2 separate regions of the Mus musculus genome follow, and region 2 is linked to region 1. The links are chromatin contacts, called in public HiCAR-type maps. All regions are on one chromosome and are shown on one strand. The core of a region is the stretch at or near the end of the contact, and the rest is flanking DNA. Distances in the headings are between cores, read along the strand shown.

Region 1 (4,540 bases), core at 381-2,880:
GGAGTCAATCTTGATGAAAGTAGGGAAGGGCTAAGGCCACTAAGCTGCTACAGGAGAGCTAGGGCCTTACAGAAGGGCAGCCATTATTAGCCTCCTTCATGGTCTTTTCCTGTTTGTCAGAATCCCAGTATCCAAGCAGATGAATTAAAACTAGTGAATGAAGGAGCCACCAAAGAAGATGACTAAGGAACTGCTTTCTGAATTTGCTGGGAGGGGCGTTTTCCACATGTGGTGTGTGGTGTGTGGTGTGTGGTATGTGGTGTGTTGTGTGATTTTCCTGCGGCTTCAGAAAGACCACACCAGGTCAAACAGTTCCACATGAGGTTTATTGAGAGAGAGAAGGGCAAGGTGGCCTCGGAAAGAGAATGGGGAAAGAGAGAGAGAGAGAGAGAGAGATATGGAAGGGGGCTTTTTTTATATATGGATGGTGACATAGTCACAGGTAAAGATAGGAGGTGAGCCAAGTGGATTCTGGGAATATGGTGGCTCTTGCCTTGGCAACAGGTGTGTGGGTCGAACCTATGTGATGTCACGGGTTTCAGAGGTCCTGATACCAACAGTGTGTGGTCTTTGAGGGCCTCTATAGGCCCCATTTCTTGCTGTGAGAATTACCTCCTCTTTCAACACTTCGGGAAGAGCTGTAAGCCTAGATTCATGGGGCTGACTTCAGGACCACACCAGGATGTCAACTCCCTTTCTGAGGTGGGCATAGTGGAACCTCTTAGAGTTGAACAGCAGCAGCAGCTGCTGTGCTGGAGCTCAGGAGGGCGAGCACAGGGAGTTTGGGGCCACTCTGCTCAGCCATGCACCCAGAGCATTGGAGGTGGGATTCGGGGAGCAGAGACTGAGACTGAAGCAAGCCAGGGACTGCTGTAGTTCTGGGTGGCTCTACTTCTTGCTTCAAAGATTCCCCCTGGATCACCCCAGCAATTCCCAGTTTTCTTACTCAGCAGCTCCTTTTGTGATGTGTTCTCTTCCTTATTGTTTATCCGTTAGCATTAGTTCCTCCAGGATGAAGGGTTAAGAGCTGGCCTAGCAGTGAGTCACTGCAGAATGGCTAACATCTTCCAAAGAATGAGCCACAGTTTCTCTCTCTTTGGCCTTGACCTAGCTCCTGTGGTCAGCCCTTCCGTAAAGCCCCTCCTTCTTCTGTTGCAGCAGAGTGGCCTCAGTCCTTCCCTATTTCCATTTCGATTCACCCTCCCCAACCCCCACACCAGTGCCTTTTCCATGACCTTATTCCCAAGGCTTGGAAACATCCTAAGCTATTCACATTATTTCATCAGACCCAGGGTGCTGGCACGCGGTGACTCCCTGCTTCAGCACCAGCCAAGATTAGGGGTGGATGATCACATTACAATGAGACGGAACTCTCAGGACCCAGAACAGAGCATTTCACTGTCCCTCTGTTTCCTGTAAAACATAATTCTGGAAAGTATTCATATTTTGCCTTCACAGCTTCCTGCCCCTGGTAGAAAAGGGATTTCACCGAGCACCCCAGCAGTTACAGAGCCTGCACAGGGTGGCTGGTCAGAAAGTAGGGCACATAGAAAGGATCCAAGCCATTCAGGAGCCTGCACTGGGTAGCTAGCTAGAAATGGGGCCACCCAGAAAGGGTTTACACACACATCACAGTAGAGCTCGGGGTTGGGGGTGGGGGCTCTCTACAGGCAGTCAGTAGCTGTCTCTCAGTACAGCAGCCTGTGGAAATGCCAACTCTAACTTTTTTTTAACACAGGAAGGGCAAGGAAGTTGGCAACTGTTTTCAAATGGGCAAGCTAGTGTAGTCCCTTAAGAAAGGGAGAACTTGAGACTTTATTTCCTATACCTTTGGTCTCTGTCTTCCAAAGAGACCAAGGGTGTAGCTGATGTCAAGAACAATAGTCCCCATTGTCACCATTATCATTTACAGGAAATAGTCCAACTGACTGTGAGGTGTTTGGGTCAGCTAAACACAAAGCCGTAGGAGTCCTGCACTAGGTTTTTGGTGATACCGTCTTTGAGAATCTTGGGGTCTCTAGAACTCCATTACTTCATTACTCATTTTATAAATGTTACACCTCAATGATTAGACAGTTGGTGAGTGGTGACAGAACTGTGTAAATCCTGGTTCGCCAGGCTTCTACCTTGTCCCATCAGGATGAGATGGACTCAGTACCAGGTTCTGTGCAAAGATAATGAATCCGAGTCTCCTAAACACAGACACAGACATTCGACTCAGAAAGCTGGGAGCCCTGTTAGCTCTTCAACGCTGTTTGCTTGCTCAAATCCAGTAATTCTTAGTGAAGTCCATGCTAAGAAAATCTCTTAATTTTGGAATCACTTTAGACTTTCGTGTAAGGTTCAAAATCATATAGTGAGGTCTCATCTGCTTCTGCTCACTTGGTTCCTTCTAATGTTGGCATCTTATAAACTATGTACATTTTTCAAAATTACAAAAGTCAGTGACAAACTGCTATGAACTAAATCCCAGACTTTTCCATATTGCATCAGTGTTCCCTCCCAGGACCACACACTGTTTCAGACTGCAATCCACATCTGCTCCAGCCCTGCCCTGTACTAAGGCTGCAGCTATACTAAAAAATAGAATACTATATTCTATATTCTGTGCTCTACTAAAAAATAGAATACTATATTCTGTGCTCTACTAATATAGCAATGGCACTCTTGTACACATGCATAGCAAATAGTATGTACAAAAATGTTTATAGCAGTATTTTTCAGTGGAAACAAAAGAATAGAATACGTAAACACATTTTGGTATTTCTGTATGTTAATATATATATGTAGAGTATTTGAATTCTTTCTATCCCTGTTAGCTTCCAAGTGAATGAGACTCAGGCAATGATTTATTTGGCTTTGGCACAATTACTAGGGGAATTTCCCCTCATCTAGTTTTCTAGTGCTAGACTGTTAATTCCCCAGCTATGCTTGCCGAGGACTTGCAGTTTGGGTCTCCCCAGGTTATTTCTGTTCCATCAGCCTGTCCTCAGGGTCTGCTCCACTTCAGGTACATGCTCCTGGTCCATCACAGCTAATGAGGACCTTCTCTTCTCTGTCTCCCTCTCCTAGACGTCCTTCCCCTTTTCTTTCCTCTCCTCATGGTCCCTAGCCGGGTAACTGAAACTCCACCTACCTCCATTCTCCCCAGTAATTGACTGTAGCCACTTTTATTTAACCAGTAGCTTTAAGCTGAGAAGTCAGGCTTATACAACAAAGGCTAGCATGTGTGGAAATTTGCTCATCTGGAGGCAACCAGACCTTGGAAACCAGTATTTGGCATTTAAATACGTAGCAACACCAGACCAACCCCCATTATATACATAAATATTAATATACACATGTACCCATGCGATGGAATGCAATGCAATATTAATATACACGTACCCATGCGATGGAATGCTATACAGCAATGAGAAGGAGCAGATGCTGTGCCGCTCTGTGAGACACCGCCACTGTTCTGGCTAAGAGCAAGAACTGTGACCTGGGAAGCCTGCAGAAGACGGCAGAAAGGATTGTAGGAGCCACAGGGGTCAAGGCCACCACAGGAACCCACAGAACCAATTCACCTGGGCTCATATGGACTCCCAGAGACTGAACTGACAGTCAGGGGGCCTGCGTGGGTCTGACCTGGGCCCTTTGCATACATGTTATGGTTGTGTAGCTTGGTCTTCTTGTGGGACTCCTAACAGGAGGAGTGGGACCTGTTTCTCATTCTTTGCCTGCTTTGGGGGCCCTTTCCCTCCCACTCGGTTGCCTCATCCAGCCTCAGTGTGAGGGGAGCAACTTGATATGCCATGTTTGGTTGATATCCCAGGGAGGCCCGACTAAAGTTTCTGACGGGAAACTGAGGAGTGAATGGGGGTGGGGGAGAAACTGGAGGAGAGGAGGAAGAAGAAACTGCAGGTGGGATGAGAGAAGGAGGAGGAGGGGTGAGAGGAGGAGGAGCAGGAGGAGGAGGGGGAGCAAAAGAAAATAAGCTCCATATGTACCAATGATACAGAACATAGAACTCAGAGGACTGAGTTACCCTGAGCCAGGCTGACTCCATGACAGGCAGCAAACAGGCAGTTTGGGAGACTAGGCCTAAGTTTCTGTTTCCCAGAAATGAGAACCAGGATCCAGGAATACATGGTCAGCCAATCACAGCTGCGGGCAGCCCATCCGAGGACACCTTGTCATCTGGCCTGAAGTAAGAAGAGGTAGCTAGAATGAGTAAGCAACCCCCTGGAAGTCTCCAGAGCTTAACCAATCATAGAATCAGCCAGACCCTAAAGATAGAGCTAACCAATCAAGGTAAAAGGACACGCCCCTCCCTGGAATTCCCTTAACTGAAAGCTGGGCCTGAGAGCCCACTGGGGGGGGGGGGGTCTCCTTGCCCTAATGGGGAGACCCCTGCATGCAGGAAATTCAGCTAAATAACTACTCTTTGTTTTTGCATCCTATTTGAGTCTGGGGTATCATTCTTAGGTGATTCTTGGACCCCCAAAAGATTTTAGTGATTCCGTATATGAATAAAAACAATCGCATATTTACCATT
Region 2 (4,859 bases), core at 1,585-4,084, 480 kb before region 1:
CACTTAGAATGGTGTCCCCAACAAGCAGAGAGAGGCGCTGAGCCCTTAAGGAAGCTGGATTTTTGAACTCTTCTGAGTACAGTTCCTAGCTCTGAAGGATGCTTACCACCCAACAAGATGGCACTTGATATAACCAGAAGAGGAGGAAGTTTAGTGTTTACCTGAACACCGGACTCCCTGGGCGATGAGCCCCCACATAAAATTGGCACAGTATTCACACCAGTGTGGGCCCCGGAATGTGTGCACCTGTGAGCCAAACAGAGAGTAAAGAAGGTTCAGTCACCTAGAGGCAAAACATGAAACAGACAGGAATCCCAGCAGCAACGCTCTGTCACTGGGCTCTTCCATCCAGTGAGGCAGAGTTGCAAACTGCCCTGGAAGAGATAGAGACAGGCTTTGATCTTTAAAGCTCTCCATGGATCTAGCATCCTCTGGGAAGAGCAGAAGGTAGGGGAACAATGAGATTACAGACATCCTCAGCTATGGGTGAGGCTCTCATCCCAAGGAGGCTCTGGGAGTGCAAACCCAAGATATCCTGAATTGGCTGCTAGGTTACTCCATCCTGCATTTAGCTCGGCAAGTTGTTTTGGGCAGAAGAAGTCAATTACTGTGTACACTTACTGAAGTTGCTCCATCTAGGTGTAGAATTTCTAGCCAGATATAAATAAGCCATGGTTAGGGGATAATTAAAAGGTTCCAAGGCATTGGGCCACTTCCAGGAAAAAAAATCATTTAAAAAAGTAAAGGAGTTGGCTAAAAACTCAGGCTCATGGACCCGTGGAGTGGCTTTCCCTAGGGACAGGAGCTAGAGTTAGCCAGCTCTGCCATAGCCTTCAGGTGAGCAAGTTAAAAGGTTCTCCTGGCTGGCCAGCGGCTCAGCCAGCTGTTAAATATTCCAAATGATACCAATGGTCTTATGTCAGATTACTCAGATGTGGGATCATGTATTAATCCAGGAATCAGCATGGTATCGCACAGCATAGCATAGCATAGCATAGCATAGCATAGCATAGCATAGCATAGCATAGCATAGCATAGCATAGCATAGCATAGCATAGCATAGCATGGAACAGCATAGCATAGCATAGCATAGCATGGAACAGCACAGCACAGCACAGCATAGCATGAAACAGCACAGCACAACACAGCACAGCACAACAGAAAGCAAAACTGTTCTCCAGCACTGAGGACGTTCGAAGGCAGAAGTAGGGGAGTCCTTGCTCTGGAGCCTGGCCAAGATGAGCCAAAACTCACCGTAGCGAGGAGGCCATGAATCTATGTGAGAAGGGGCTGGATTGGGTTGTTACAAAGCCTGTTCAAACTTTCTTTAAACTCCAATGAACAGGTAAGGTGAGACAGACAATATTATTTTTAACAAGCTAGGAGGCCAATGTACTAATTTCAAGGAACACTATTTTTAGTTAACAAACAAACAAACCAATGTAAAAAATACGATCCCAGTGTGGGAAGGTGAGTGTTTCCTGAGGAGAAGCTGCGGACCTGAGACTCCCGAAGAAGGAGAGGCTCATCAATTCAGGAGCAGCCCATCAATTCAGGAGCAGCCCATCAATTTCTTTGTTCATCTACACAGGCTGGCAACCATGTCTACAGAGTGGCAAGCCAAATCAGCCTTCCAATGGAACTCGAGGCTGAATGGCAAGAGGAAGAGAAGGCATGGCAATGAACGTGAAGGAGCGCCTATGGCCATGGAGCTGCGCAGTAAAACTACGCTATAATTGCCTTTCTGGTATGTTAGCTCATCCAGTTGCCCAGGACATTGTTCCTGTTCTGAAAAAAATGGTGACACTGGTCTCAAAAATAGCTTTCACCTAAATGGAGAAGTGCATTTATGGCCATACCACCCTGAATGTGCCGACCTCCTCTGTTCTTGGAAGCTAAATGGAGAAGTGTTCTGTTCGGGTATGAAACTACCCCCACGACAAAGCATTCCTGGCAGGAATGCAGAGAATCCATGAGGCACTTGCGTTTTCAGAGGCCACTGCCATGACTCATTTCTAGGCCTATGGACACAGAACTCCAGACTACAAGAACCGTTGAGGAAAATGAGCCACCGAGAGCTGAACACGTTTCTGAGTTCAACAACCATTAATGTTTTACTAGAAAAAGTGCAAAAGGAGCTAGTCAATTTTGGCAGGAAAATTGATTATTAATATACTGTTGAAAGCCAGGCGTGGTGGCGCATGCCTTTAATTCCAGCACTCGGGAGGCAGAGGCAGGCGGATTTCTGAGTTCGAGGCCAGCCTGGTCTTCAGAGTGAGTTCCAGGACAGCCAGGGCTATACAGAGAAACCCTGTCTCGAAAAACAACAACAACAATAACAACAACAACAACAAACAAAAATAACAAGTTTTTTTTTTAATATGCCTCAGTACAGGGGAACACCAGGGCCAAGAAGTGGGAGTGGGTGGATAGGTGAGTGGGGACGGGAGGGTATGGGGGACTTTTGGGATAGCATTTGAAATGTAAATGAAGATAATACCTAATTTAAAAAATCATCAAAAATACTGTTAAAGTTGCACTACAAGGCAAAAATTAATGTATAAGATACAAGAGAAATGGTATGACAGGGGGCTACAGCAGAAAGGTGGGGCTGCTCCTATAGCAAGAAAGGGGGAGGGGCACTTTCCTCCATGGTCCTGGAAGATTTAATGGGAGAAGAATAGGGCTTTGTAGGGGAAGGACAGGGAACAGTGGGGCAGAAGGAATTATGGCCGATGCTGTAGGAACAAAAGAGCTTGGTGTGACTAGGCAACTCAAGACTGACTAGAACAGAGAGGAGGAGAGGACAAGGGGAGACAGGAAAAGGAAAGCCACAGGGGGCACCTCACACTTCCTTTGTGATGTGGATTTGGAGTAGGCTCAACAAGGCACTCCCAAAGGGCTAGAAGTAGAGAAGTGATGCTTTCTAGAGATGATTTTGAACCTGTGTTGAGCATGGGTGAGAGGGTGTCTGTCTCCCATGGAGCAGGCTTGGGAACTACTTAAAAGTCTACTTGAGGAATGAGAGAGGCTCAAAGCAGAGTGCTGGCAGGAGAGATGGTAAGGGCCCACATTAGGCCTGTTTGCAAGATAGAATTTGTACAGTTTGTACATTACTAGATGTTGACTTAGGTACAAGGAGGGAGAATGTGTGTGAGTCTCGAGGGGGAGGGGGATGCCATTTGATGAGGTGGGGCAGATGCTCTTGTGGGGAGAAGTGTAGGCGTTGGCTTAGGCTAAAGATAATGCTCTGGTGCCAATCTGTTAGTTCAAGCAGGAAGTCACATGAAGCTGGTTGCTTAGAGGAGGAGTGGGGGCTGTAGAGATGCATGCGGCCATGCCTGAAAAATATAGGTGATGTTTTAAGTTGGACAAATAAATGGATTGAGAGGAATTAGGGGTAGAGAGCAGAAGGCAGGAAGCAAAAAGAGAGAGCTTGTTCCGGCCCTCCATTCCCCACTACTTAAAGATGACCAAGAGAATAAGGTCATTTCAGAAACCAGCAGGTAGAGACTGCCTCAGGGAAGGTGTGGGCTACCATGCTGAATATTGGTAAGATGCCCTATTAGGGAGGCACCTTGTCAGGAAAAGTCTCTTTGGAGATTGAACCCAGATTTAAGGGTTAAGTCTGAGCTGAAGAACAAGTGTAAAACCAAGAACCAGAGAGAAATATTGGAAAATCTGTGAAGGAGTTTGGCTAGCCAAGCCTGGTGGAGCTTGGCTAGTCAGGCCTGGTGGCTCAGGGGGACTGAAGAAGGAGAAGTGAAAGGTCAAAGTTCTCTGGGCAAGACCATCTCAAAAAACAAAAGAAAAGCTACTCCATCCAGTTAGTTCTGGCCACAAGTCCATGGGCACAGAGTCATCGCTGGAGTATGATAAATCTACCAGCGGCCACACCCTCAAAAAAGAGAGATTCTTCCATTTCCAATAGTTATCAACTGCCAGCAATTCCCTGGAAAGGGAATCTGATCACATTCCATTTTATGCATGTAATTTCTCAAAAAGAAAATTATAATAATAATTAAAAAAGCACAGTAAGAGCTAAAACATAAAAGGTGAACGAAGTCTTGGGATGTAGCTCAGTGGCAGTTTAGTGTGCGTGAGGTCTTAGTTTTTGTCCCCAGTACTACAGGAAGAAACTTGGCCATGATGTCACTCAGGGAAAGAGGACAGCACAGGGAGTTGGGGCCTCAAGAGACAATATTTTTAAAAGGTAGAAGTCACTGGGGCAAGTTGAAGTGTCAATAGTGATAATAGTGTCAATAGTGATAAATGTACAGCAGGGCAATGGATTGACATTAGTCACTGCAGATGGAGAATAGGGGCAAGTTGAACTGTCAATAGGTTTGGTACAAGTCATTGCAGATGCACAACAACACGGCAATGCACACAGAGGCATGAGGACTCCGAGGAGCTGTGAGAAGGTAGGGTATTGGGAATGGACAGATGCAATACTGAAAGAGAAGAATACATAAAACTTTCCAGGATCAGTAAAAGGCCCAGAAACATCAGATTAAGCAAAGTGAAATGAGTCCCAAGCAAAGTAAATAAAAAAACAATCTATCTCAACACAGATTACGGCAAAGCTGCTCAAACCTGAGACCTGAAGACAGAGCAATAACCAAGCCACTTACATGGAAAAGGATAGCAATTAGGGCGAAGACAGACTTTTTTCCTCAGTAAAAATGAGATGAGAGATCATAGTATAACTCCATCACATCGTGAGCCTAACTTTCATACCCACTTGATTATAGAGAAGGGTAAATTGATACTTTCTGATAGACAATGAGGATTTTCAAGCCTCATGGGAAGAGATAAAGGCTATGCTTCTATGCGGGGCAGGAACCAGAGGAAGGAGT

What was found. HiCAR-type assays count read pairs that join an accessible place to other places.
Region 2: a contact with region 1 is called in a HiCAR-type map of embryonic stem cells, with 4 times the contacts expected there. The contact joins two enhancer-like sites. A contact is called at or near these places in 6 of 39 promoter capture datasets (the 3T3-L1 cell line, cranial neural crest, hematopoietic stem and progenitor cells and 2 more), 1 of 484 Hi-C or Micro-C datasets (bone marrow-derived macrophages), 6 of 115 datasets of contacts at active chromatin or transcription factors (bone marrow-derived macrophages, embryonic basal ganglia, embryonic stem cells and 1 more) and 3 of 9 other capture datasets (embryonic stem cells, liver and pancreatic islet).

What each region holds. Positions count from the first base shown.
Region 1 is chr6:53,798,766-53,803,305 of GRCm38.p6, reverse strand. No RefSeq gene overlaps it. Among named protein-coding and RNA genes, the nearest start is that of Tril, 20 kb to the left of the region's middle. Within about 2 kb of position 1,630, at least 84 of the 459 cell types and tissues checked have an H3K27ac peak or open chromatin away from gene starts, as enhancers often do. A contact at or near this core is called in bone marrow-derived macrophages and embryonic stem cells, where this site is marked.
Region 2 is chr6:54,281,481-54,286,339 of GRCm38.p6, reverse strand. Chn2 (chimerin 2) reads right to left here. Exons shown (of 13, transcript NM_001163640.1): 8 at 162-246. All of the region lies in intron 13 of 9130019P16Rik (RIKEN cDNA 9130019P16 gene), which reads left to right. Among named protein-coding and RNA genes, the nearest start is that of Gm15527, 29 kb to the right of the region's middle. Within about 2 kb of position 2,834, at least 35 of the 459 cell types and tissues checked have an H3K27ac peak or open chromatin away from gene starts, as enhancers often do. A contact at or near this core is called in bone marrow-derived macrophages and embryonic stem cells, where this site is marked.